Linked DNA regions of Zea mays: region 1 is linked to region 2. A link is a contact called in public Hi-C data. All regions are on one chromosome and are shown on one strand. The core of a region is the stretch at or near the end of the contact, and the rest is flanking DNA. Distances in the headings are between cores, read along the strand shown. Region 1 holds the start of LOC100192497. Region 2 holds the start of LOC100283326 (splicing factor, arginine/serine-rich 7).

Evidence for each region. Hi-C and Micro-C count contacts between places; a contact is called where the count stands out from the background.
Region 1: a Hi-C map of leaf shows a contact between it and region 2, with 8 times the contacts expected there. The contact joins the promoter of LOC100192497 here to the promoter of LOC100283326 in region 2. A contact is called at or near these places in 10 of 25 Hi-C or Micro-C datasets (bundle sheath, ear, endosperm and 2 more) and 2 of 3 datasets of contacts at active chromatin or transcription factors (leaf and seedling).

The regions. Positions count from the first base shown.
Region 1 is chr7:175,477,860-175,483,640 of Zm-B73-REFERENCE-NAM-5.0, forward strand. It overlaps LOC100192497, which reads left to right and starts at 3,948. Exons shown (of 9, transcript NM_001155771.2): 1 at 3,948-4,403. The coding sequence starts at 4,284.
Region 2 is chr7:175,308,960-175,314,209 of Zm-B73-REFERENCE-NAM-5.0, forward strand. It overlaps LOC100283326 (splicing factor, arginine/serine-rich 7), which reads right to left and starts at 1,445. Exons shown (of 4, transcript NM_001361260.1): 1 at 719-1,445. The coding sequence starts at 1,321. The coding sequence ends at 731.

The sequences.
Region 1 (5,781 bases), core at 2,698-5,197, 170 kb after region 2:
GAGCCCTGGGTCGGGCGGAGCGGAGTTTCCTATGGCGCCTTTGGCAAGGCCTGACTGCCTGTCAGACTCACTCTGTCGAGTGGCACTGCAGTCGGAGTGGCGCAGGCGGCGCTGTCCTTCTGTCAGACCGGTCAGTGGAGCGGCGGAGTGACGACGGTCACTTCGGCTCTGCCGGGGGGCGCGCGTCAGGATAAAGGTGTCAGACCACCTTTGCGTTAAATGCTCCTGCAACTCGGTCAGTCGGTGCGGCGATTTAGTCAGGGTTGCTTCTTAGCGAAGCCAAGGCCTCGGGCGAACCGGAGATGTGTCCGCCGTTAAAGGGGGGCCTCGGGCGAGACGGAAGTCCCTCGAGGTCGGCTGCCCTTGTCCGAGGCTAGGCTCGGGCGAAGCGTGATCGAGTCACTCGTATGGACTGATTCCTGACTTAATCGCACCCATCAGGCCTTTGCAGCTTTATGCTGATGGGGTTACCAGCTGAGAATTAGGCGTCTTGAGGGTACCCCTAATTATGGTCCCCGACAAGTAGCTTCCAGGCTAAATCAAGATTAAGCTCTGTTAAATAGCTTTTTTTTTACTTAGAAGTAATTATGTACTACTAACTAAGTAAAATGATTATCTAAACTGAACAAAGAGCTAGGAGCTAGAAAAAAGAGAGCGCTAGCTTCTTCGGTTTCACCACTGTACATGTAATCCATCCTGGAGAATCGCTATCGCTTCTATCTAAAAAATCAACTTACTACGGAAGATCTGTAGCAACAGGCTCTTACTTTTGCCTCTCGGCAAGCACACAAGAAACAAAAACACTAATCCAAGAAGAAGAAAAAAAAGTCTGCGTCCGGAACGGCATTCCGCTGACGTTTTGGGTTTCCACTTCAAGTAATCCACTGAATTTCTTATCCGCGTCTGACCCACTTGTTTATTGGTTTTATCGACGGTTTGGTGCCAGGCACGCTGTTCTCGAGGCAGCTTTCGCCATCCGCCGATGAGGATAAAAGTTCCAGCAATGCCTGTCCAGAAGCTTCTCCTTCGGAACAGGCTCAGCCGGAAGTTTCCAGTCCTGGTAATTTTAATTTTTAATGGAACGCTCCGTCAGAAAGTAAAGAAGCCCGCCATGCTGTTGGAATTCCTGCAGTTCCATTTCCCGGTGAGCAATGTACTGAACATGTTATTAGTTAATCTATTAGATTCCGATTCGATCCACTTCTTCTAAACTTTAAAGCACTTCAGTTTGTTTTGAGCTCTAAAACTTCAATACGATATTTGCTAAAGTACACTGTGTATGTTTTCAAATTTGATGGGCCACCTTGTGTAGATTTTCAGGTTTGAGACCTACATTATTTGAACTGAATCAGTTCGAAGTTCGAACTACCTACTAAAAGCTGATTTGTTCTACACTTGGGCACCATCCTGGTGTAGAATCCCAATTCCCAACCAACCAACCAACCAACCACAGACCTTAAAATAGCAGGGTTGTGGCGTTGGCGCCATACCACCTCAGCAGAGCGAATCTTTTTCCTGCTCATACGTGAGGGCGCGGTTACCTCCATCTTTCCCTTTATGGCTCGGGTGATGCCATATGGACATTCCAAAATTCTTTATGTTCACCGGATCTGGCCCGATTTGGTCCACAGGCTCTTCAGTTTTTTATTCCTTATTTCTCGACAAAAAAAAAGTTTAGACAGAGAGAAGAGTATCTTTGACAATATTTTCCTGAGAAGGGTTGGGTGAACATGTCAGGAGGATTCATTCATGGCCTAGCTCGCAGGTTTGTGGTGAGAAAAAATGCGACATAAACCTATCAGACGGAGACATCTACCTCCGCGCACAGCGTTTTCAGTGATCAGCTCGGACAACAACTCTTTTTTGTCGCGGATTAGCTGTCTTCTCCGTATCTTCTTCAACAGTGTTCTTTATATTTCGTTCTCTATATCTAAATATCTATAATAGAGACATATTTTACTTTTAATTTTTGTACGTACATATTTGTTGTGCTCTTAAATATATTGTACATATTTTACTTTTGCTAAATCTGGTGTTTTAAATATTAAAATAGATAGAGGAGATGAAATATAAACCCTGTATATATATAGAGGATCTAGCAGCGTCTTTTATATTTAGAGTATTGTTTAGAGGACGTTGCATGAGACGTAAAGGGATATAATCTTCTTCAAAGTTTAGATGAAATATCTAGTAGATGATGCTTTAGAGGACCTGCTAAGGCCGTGTTTTATAGGTCGATATTTAAGCCAGACCAGTAACCAAGTCAACCGGGATCGAGTGGAACATAGATTGTTACTCGTTCTTGGTCATCAGCCTATTTTCCGATCAGGAACCAATCGAGGAGACAAACCACAGACTCGTCCGAGAATTGAAGGAAGGGAGTTGAAATCAGGTGGGATTATTTTCGGCAACTTAAAACGAACACCTCTAACAACCCTGTTTGGCACAACTTAATTTTAACTTCTTCACGTATTTAAGCAGAAGTATGCCAAACATAATACTTTTACAATAACTTATCAGTTTAGCTGCTTTTCAGAATGGACTAAAACAGTCAATAACTGCTTGTCATCAGCTTCTCACATAAGCTGTTTTTTCAACAAACAGCAGCTGTCCAAATAGGGTCAGCATACTAGACCAGTTTCTAACCTAGACTGATTTATTCCACATGGAGCTAGGGCCGGAATAGACCAAACCGGCTAAACCAAACACAACCTAAGACTATCTTCAGCTGTCCCCTCTCCCCTACCCCTTCCCTATATAGCAGCTACAACGTCACACTCTAAATCCACCTCTACCGCCACAGTGCTAAGGCTGTCCGCAGCGCATGTCGCGCCGTGCCCCCTCCCCTTGCACTTTATATGTGTAGGGGTCTCTACGCGCGCAGCGGCGGCCTACAAATGCCCCCCTACGCGTTGCAGCGCAAGGGAGGCCGCGCCGCTCCCCTAGATCAAGGGGAACACTGTAGCACCCCTTGCACAGTGCTTTCCTATTTAATAGTTGAAAAATAGTAATAAAGATGAATATGATTAGATAATAATATTTTATAGTTGTAGTAGGGTATAGGGGATAATATAGGGTAACCGTTGTGGGAGATAAAAAAGGTAAGGGATGAAATGTTAATGATGTGACGCAGAAAAGTGATATAGGGGGGAAAATTTAGAGGTCACTGCTGCGAACAGTCTAACGGATGCTATAACACTCGCCTAGATGTGGGGGTGGCAGCTGACACCCCTTGCCTAGATTTTAGTACACACGTGTCTGTTAGTTATGGAAAAAATGGTAATGAATGATGAATAAGTACGAGAAATGATATTTATAGGAAATGATATTTGTTAGAGTGAACTGATATGGAGGATAAAACTATAAAAAGAGAGATCACTGACGTGATACATAAGTGTGATATAAAAGTAAAAATGTAGAGTGAACCGTTGAACTCAGTCTAAAGCTGAGTCGATTAGGCGACGAATCACCAAACTGCAGAAAACGGAGGATTCCATGTCTAGTAGGAGGCTGACCGGAGAACCAAGAGGGATAGTTCCCAGATTTTTGCCATGGCCCACACGATTCGGCAATTCCGAGTTCCTCGTGGTATTTCCAAGCTGAACCTCAGGTTCAGCAGCAGACCAGCAGTAAGCAGCAGGTGTCATGTCATGCACTGACACTGCTCTTCATTGTGTGAAAGCACGAAACCTCAATCATCATCGTTAATCAACGAGGAAAAGACTGGAGAAGCGATGGAAGGGAGCGGCCACCAAACCGGTTCAAAAATTCCAGTTTCTTCTTCTCTTTTCTTCCCGGTGATAATCTCCATTTTCTTTTGTCCATTACCAGCGGCGACCACTTCCGGAGCGAGAGAGCCCACACCGCCACACGACTGCACCACCATCAGCACGGTCCACGGCGGCGGATGACGGTATACCCATACACTGGAGTATGTCTACATGGCTACGTCTCTATCCTCCCACTTCGACCCGGCCGGCCCTATCAAAAGCTGGCCCCTTCCACAGCGCACTCCCTCACCTTCCTCCACGGCTCCACCATCCCCTCTCCCCTGCCCTGCCCCCACCGCCCCGCTTCCTTCCGCCTTGCTCCGTTGCTTCCTCCCACCACAGTCCACTCCACTCGCCGGCCCTGCAGCTCAGTATTTGACTGAGACTGGTGGTGGAGCTGCTAGCAGCGAGCCTGCTACTTCCTGGTCCTGACGGTGCGTTCAGACCTCAGACCAGTGCCGACGACGAGCTGTGAGGAGAGGGCAAGGAAACAAGCCTGTGAGGAAGGCGGCGATGGAGAGGTACGAGGTGATCAAGGACATAGGATCGGGCAACTTCGGGGTGGCCAAGCTGGTCCGGGACGTCAGGACCAAGGAGCTCTTCGCCGTCAAGTTCATCGAGCGGGGGATGAAGGTGCGTCCGGCCTTTGAATCTGTTCTCCCCCTTCCCTACGGGATCCCTTCTCGCGTGGAAAAGGTTCGATCTTGGAGTGCGTTCGATCGGTTAATGCGAATTATGGCAGGTGTGTTTTTCATCGGGTTGTTGGTTCTGGTCCTCCACTCCTCCCTAGTCCTAGGTTTGTCTTGTTCTCCTGATGCATAACAAGAACCCCATTATTGGGGTTGTTTACTTGGTAGTAGTTGACTGCTTTGGATTGTTGATTCTACGTACTAGCTATCTATCTGCTTTGCTCGTTCTTCATATAGCTGGATCAAGAGATGGCATGAACGCTGCGCTGCGCTAGTATTCCCCATGCCCTGGCCGATCTACTCTGTTTTTCCGTCTAAACCTCTCTAAAATGTCTGAATCTCCATAAATGGGACTTGAATTTTGACTAGCTCCATAGTTCACATCACTCAAGTGTTTCTGCTAGTAGTGGATCCACAACTCTTTGCTTGCTTGGCTCTGAGTCACACCTGACCGATCAATGCAGGTGTCACTTTGCTTTTAACTGTTTACATATAAAGAGTCGAGTTTCGCACGTGGCCACCTGGGTCCTGATTAATCTACCCATATAGCTACGTTGGGTTTAGATGCTTAGGCATTCTTGTAAATTGTTTTCTTAAAATTTGTTTTGTTTATCAAGATTTAGCTTCAGTTGGGGAAATTTGTTTTTTTATAAAAGAATAAGGAATCTCCTTCCTTAAACCACATGAGTATGTCTGCTCTTTATAAAAGAGTAAGGGATCACTTCCAAATTATGTGCCCGTATTGCAGATAAACCCCAACCTTAATGAATGTCCTGTACAATTTAATCTCTTTGTCATGTTTATTAGGTACTCATCGAGCATAACCCCTTTTTCCTCGTTATAAGCTGGTAATTTGTAATTGGAATCCCTATATAACCATTCAATACCAACATATTCTTTTATATCGACACATCACCAACTTATTCATAAATGAAAGATCAAGTTTCTCAAGACGGATAATATAACCTTTGGTAATGCCATTTAAAAAGTAAACCGACTGGGTTTCTACATTTATAGATACCAATCATTTCCACTCCATCATCAACCCATTCATTGAACCATAAATATCCCTGTGATGCTTCCATAAAAAACATTCTATTATTTTTCTGGGGAGCTGGTGAAGTTGGACCAGTCTAGAGATAGCAAGAACCTGCCATGGTAGGTAAACATGCTTTACTATAACTATAAATAATTCAAATAGTCGTATCTGTTATTGTTAGCATCGAGTATTATTAGTTCATGAATTCAATCGTTGAAAGCTTGTAAGATCGCCGATAGCACAAGTTTTACCATGGGTTCAGTTGATTCCACACCTCAATTTT
Region 2 (5,250 bases), core at 195-2,694:
TCTTCCAGCGTTTTATAGTTTAAACGATGTTTAAACGTCGTTTTAATAAGCATGCATGTCTCTACTGCAAAATTGTACTTTGTTGTTTCTATAGGATTTCTAATATCTTTTATTTAAAACAGTAGAGACTAGAGACCAAAGATGTAAAAGACAGTGTGCCTATTGGCTATTGCTGAACCATTCGTACCAGCTAGAAGTGAAGATCTAAAGTATTGATGATTAGACATATTGTAGGAGATAAGCTCTAATGCTTTTGTTGTTGGCCTCTTAGTATGTGCAGTTCTAGCTAATTATGTGTTTGCTGAGCTCAACATGTCTTCTGTATGATCAAGGTCAGTATTAGTAAGCTCTAACGCTTCTGTATGATTATTAATGTTGATTTGTCACATTGTCACTTAACATGAAAGTATGGATGACGATTTATAAAAATGACTTCTTCTGGATTTTTAAATTTGAGTCCTATTAACCTGACCAAGTGTGGATATTTTTTTTCATAATCTATAAGTATGGCTAAGTGCTTCTTGCTTGTGTTGTTGTCATTTGAACAGATAGATTTTCTATGTTTATGTATGGATTGTACTGCTATGATAACCCATATCCGGTCATCACTTTATTCTTTGTTAACCCATACAGAGTTGCAACAACTATCCAATGAAATGTTAACCTAAATAAGCTTGAGTTCTTAGCTATCAACATAGAGATAGGGAGAGATTCAGACCTTTTCCCATCCTTAGCGGTTGCGCTCAGGCGGCAGAGGGCGGTTGAATCCGCCGCGGCGGTTCATGTACTGGCGCGGCTGGCGCTTGGTGACGGCACGCACCCCGCTGACGTCGGCGTCGGGCACGTGCTTCCCCTTGGTGGAGTCGAAACCGACGGGAATGCCCATCATCTTCATCATCTCCAGTTCCTCCGCATTCACGTCGCCGTCACCCACCGCAGCGGCCGCGGCCGCGATGTCCCCTCCGCCGGGTGTCGCGTGAGAGTCGGCAGCCTTCTTTTCCTCCTTATGGTGATGGTCCGCGGAGGCAGGGGACGCCTCGCGGCGGCGCTTGTGGCGGCCGGCGTCGGGAGAGGGGGAAGGACGGCCTCGGTGCGAATGAGAGTGGCGGCGGTGGGAGCGGTCCCGATCCGCCGACGGGGACCGGGAGCGGGAGCGCTTCCGCTCGCGCTCGCGGCGGTGGTCTCGCTCGCGATCTCTGTCCCTGTCCCGGTCCCGGTCGCGGTCTCGGTCGCGATGACGGTCGATGTCGCGGTCTCGGTCGCGATGACGGTCGATGTCGCGGTCGCGGGGCTTCTCCTTGTCGCGGCGGCGGTCGGACATTCCGCCGCCGAGGAGGGGGAGGAGAGGAGGTAGGGTTTGCTAGTTTTTCGGTGCTTTTCTTTTTCTCTTTTTTGGTGTATACTAGAATACGCCGCCAAAAGCTGTGGAGTCCCGATCCGAAACCACCCCACTACCATTCCATGTTATTTGCTCCAGTCCTAACGGTAGTAATCGTGTTGGGCCGGCAAAATGAATGGGCATGGGCCTGCTCCTAATCCTCGCGGAGTTATAACATAGCATACAAGGAGGGATAAAACAGACGGTCATATTTTCTATAACTAGTCAGTTGCCCGTGCGTTACGACGGCTTACAACAATACCCACGTAAACTATCCATCAAAAAAATTCAAGATTTCTTATTGATTATCTCCGCTCTCTGTATAATATATTTTTGATATGGCTAACTGATGTTATTGTTTACTCCATGCAAATATGTCTTGGTACAACACGATCAATGAAGTGAGTGATTAGAAGAGAGTTCACAACGATTGACTGGATGAACATATATTATAAAATGACATAATTCCATCATACAGAGACCAAATAAGGGAAAGTTTGTGCGATCAAGTTTCTAAAATAAGTCCCATGAAGTCAAACTTATAAAAAAAGATATATCAAATTATAGAGTGGTTGCTAAAGTCAGGCATCAATAAAAACTGGATGCGCTCCATATAAATTATGCTACTTCGTAGCAATTTAGTAACGTTTAAAACCAACAAATAACCTTTCATTTTGCTGTTAGTGTGACAAATCATTGCTGCTCCATCCAATTCAGTAACCTCAAACACCATGTAGTACATTGCGCCAATATGGTCTCAGAAACGACCTAATGCTTGCAAGAGCCAAGAACGTCGTGTCGTGCTTGGGCTGTAGCCTCGACCCGTAGTGCTGGCCCGGCGCGACACGATTATTTTTTTATTTTACAAAAAAACGTATATACCTATATACAATTTATATCCAATATTAAAAACATCTTAGCGTGATGTTCTACTGGTTAGACAGTTTCATCCAGTGTCTCCCGTCCTTTCATCAGGGCATGAGTTCGAAACCCACCTCCTGCATCGTTTTTTAACAATTTACGTTGATTTAATTAAATGGATCAACGGGCTAATGGGCTGGCCCGACACAGTTAGTAGGCCGACATGACGTGCATGTGCCATAGTTGTGGCCCGCGTGCATCTAGCTCGTGTCGGACATCGTTACGCTGATTTAATTAAATGGATCGACGGGCTAACGGGCTGGCCCGACATAGTTAGCAGGCCGGCATGACGTGCATGTACCATAGTTGTGGCCCGCATGCATCTAGCCCGTGTCGGGCGTTGTTACACTGATTTAATTAAATGGATCGACGGGCTAACGGGCTGGCCCGACATAGTTAGCAGGCCGGCATGACGTGTTTGTGCCATAGTTGTGTCCCGCCTGCATCTAGCCCGTGTCGGGCGTTGGCATTTATAGACGTGCAGCAGATTAATTTGAAATAGCTGTGAGGGGTTATTTGTAAAAAAAATGACGCATGACGACCGTTGAAACTGATGCTTTAAGTATAGTATAGATGTTTGATAAGAGTCACACGAGGATAGAGTAAACATCGGAACAAGTTTTAGTGACGGTGTGGTTCCAAAAAATCATGGGGATGTTGTGTCGGTGTCGCATCGACGGTCATGGACGCGTGCTTCCGTTTAGGGCGTTGAACGCCGGGTCCTCTCTCAATAGGCCACGTCGACGATGCGGGTTGCGATTCGTTGCCTGCACGTGAACGCAAACCACACAAGTTCTCTTGTTCTCCATAAAGAAAAATGTAGTCCGGTCATGTCTGCAGTAGCTGCTGCCCAAGGCCCATACTCGTGTCGTGCTCTCATGCGGTTGTCGAGCCTCTCTCGCGGTGGTGGCCGCTGATGTCGGCTCACTCGTGCTGTCTGGCCAGGCCGTCGTGTCCGCCATGCCTCGACAGCCGACGGCCTCGCCATCCCCTGCAGCCGAAGGTCGCTGTCGTGTCAACACGTCGCTCCATACGCTAGACTAAATAAAAAGGTCCAGTCAAGTACGTGTGGGTCCCATCGTTCATCAAAGCATACACCTTGTCTTGTCTATTTCCCTTGGAAAAACAAATCACTGTGTCATCCGCTCTATTTTCCTTGGTTGATTGGTTTTCGCCCTCTCTTTCGGACTCGGATTTATTTCTAACGCTAACCCCGTCTTGTAGTTGTGCTTAAAGTTTGTAAATTTTAAATTTGCCTATTCACTCCCCCTCTAGGCGACTTTCAATTGGTATCAAAGCCCTGTACTTCATTAGAGTCTAACCACTCGAAGTGATGTCGGGAGCATCCGCCAAGAGAGAGATGGAAACGGACACAAGCCGCGGGAAGGCTCCATCAAAGGAGTCTGACGCCAAAGGTAGGGAGGAATCACCTCCCCGCGTCAAGTCGCATTGGAATGGCGACAAGAAGAAAAAGATGAAGAAAGTGGTCTACTACGAGATCGATTCTTCGTCGTCCTCCACCTCCGGCTCCGACGCACCATTCGTCACTTCTAAGCGCCAAGAGCGCAAAAAGTTTAGTAAGATCCCCTACGCTATCCTCGTATTTCCAAACACACTCATTTACTTTCCGTCCCATTAGGCAAACCACCGGTTTTTTACGGTGAAGATTATTGTATGTGGAGTGATAAAATGAGGCACCATCTAACCTCACTCCACACTAGCATTTGGGACATTGTTGAGTTTGGAGCGCACGTACCATCCGTGGGGGATAAAGGCTACGACTCGGATGAAGTCGCCCAAATCCGGCACTTTGATTCCCAAGCCACTACTATACTCCTCGCCTCTCTATGTCGAGAGGAGTATAATAAGGTGCAAGGGTTGAAGAGTGCCAAAGAGATTTGGGACGTGCCAAAGACCGCACACAAAGGACATGAGGTGACCAAGATCACCAAGAGGGAGACGATCGAGGGGGAGCTCGGTCGGTTCATCCTCAACCAAGGAGAGGAGCCACAAGCAATGTACAACCGGCTCAAGACCTTGGTCAACCAAGTGCGCAACCTCGAGAGCACCAAGTGGGATGACCATGAAATGGTCAAGGTTATTTTTAGATCACTTGTTTTTCGTAATCTCACTCAAGTTCAATTAATTCGTGGTGACCCTAGATATAAGCTAATGTCTCCCGAGAAAGTGATAGGAAAGTTTGTGAGCTTTGAGTTGATGATCAAAGGCTCCAAACAAATTGTCGAGCAAGGCGGCACCTCCGCTCCTGAGGTGCAACCTGTTGCATTCAAAGCAACGGAGGAGAAGAAAGAACAGTCTACATCAAGTAGGCTCCCTATCGACGCCTCCAAGCTCGACAACGAGGAGATGACGCTCATCATCAAGAGCTTTCGCCAAATCCTTAAGCAAATGAAGGGGAAAGATTACAAGCCCTGTTCCAAGAAAGTTTGCTACAATTGTGATAAGTCTGGTCATTTTATTGCTAAATATCCATTATCTAGTGATAGTGACAGGGGCGACGACAAGAAGGGAAAGAGGAGGGAAAAGAAGAGACACTACAAGAAGAAGGGCGGTGATGCCCATGTATGTCGAGAGTGGGACTCTGACATGAGCTCCACCAACTCCTCCTCTGTCGAGGACGCCGCCAACATCGTCGTCACCAAAGGTCTCCTCTTCCCCAATGTCGGCCACAAGTGCCTCATGGCAAAGGACGGCAAAAAGAAGAAGGTAAAATCTAGAGCCTTCACTAAATATACGACATCTAGTGATGAGGGTAGCTCTAGTGATGATGAAGATGATTTGCTTGCTCTTTTTGCCAACTCAAACATGCAACAAAAAGAAAAATTGAATGAAGTGATAGGTGCCATTAATGAGAATGATGAACTCTTGGATAGCCGAGAGGAATTCATTATTAAGAAAAACAAAGGGCATGTTAAAGTTAAAAATGCTTA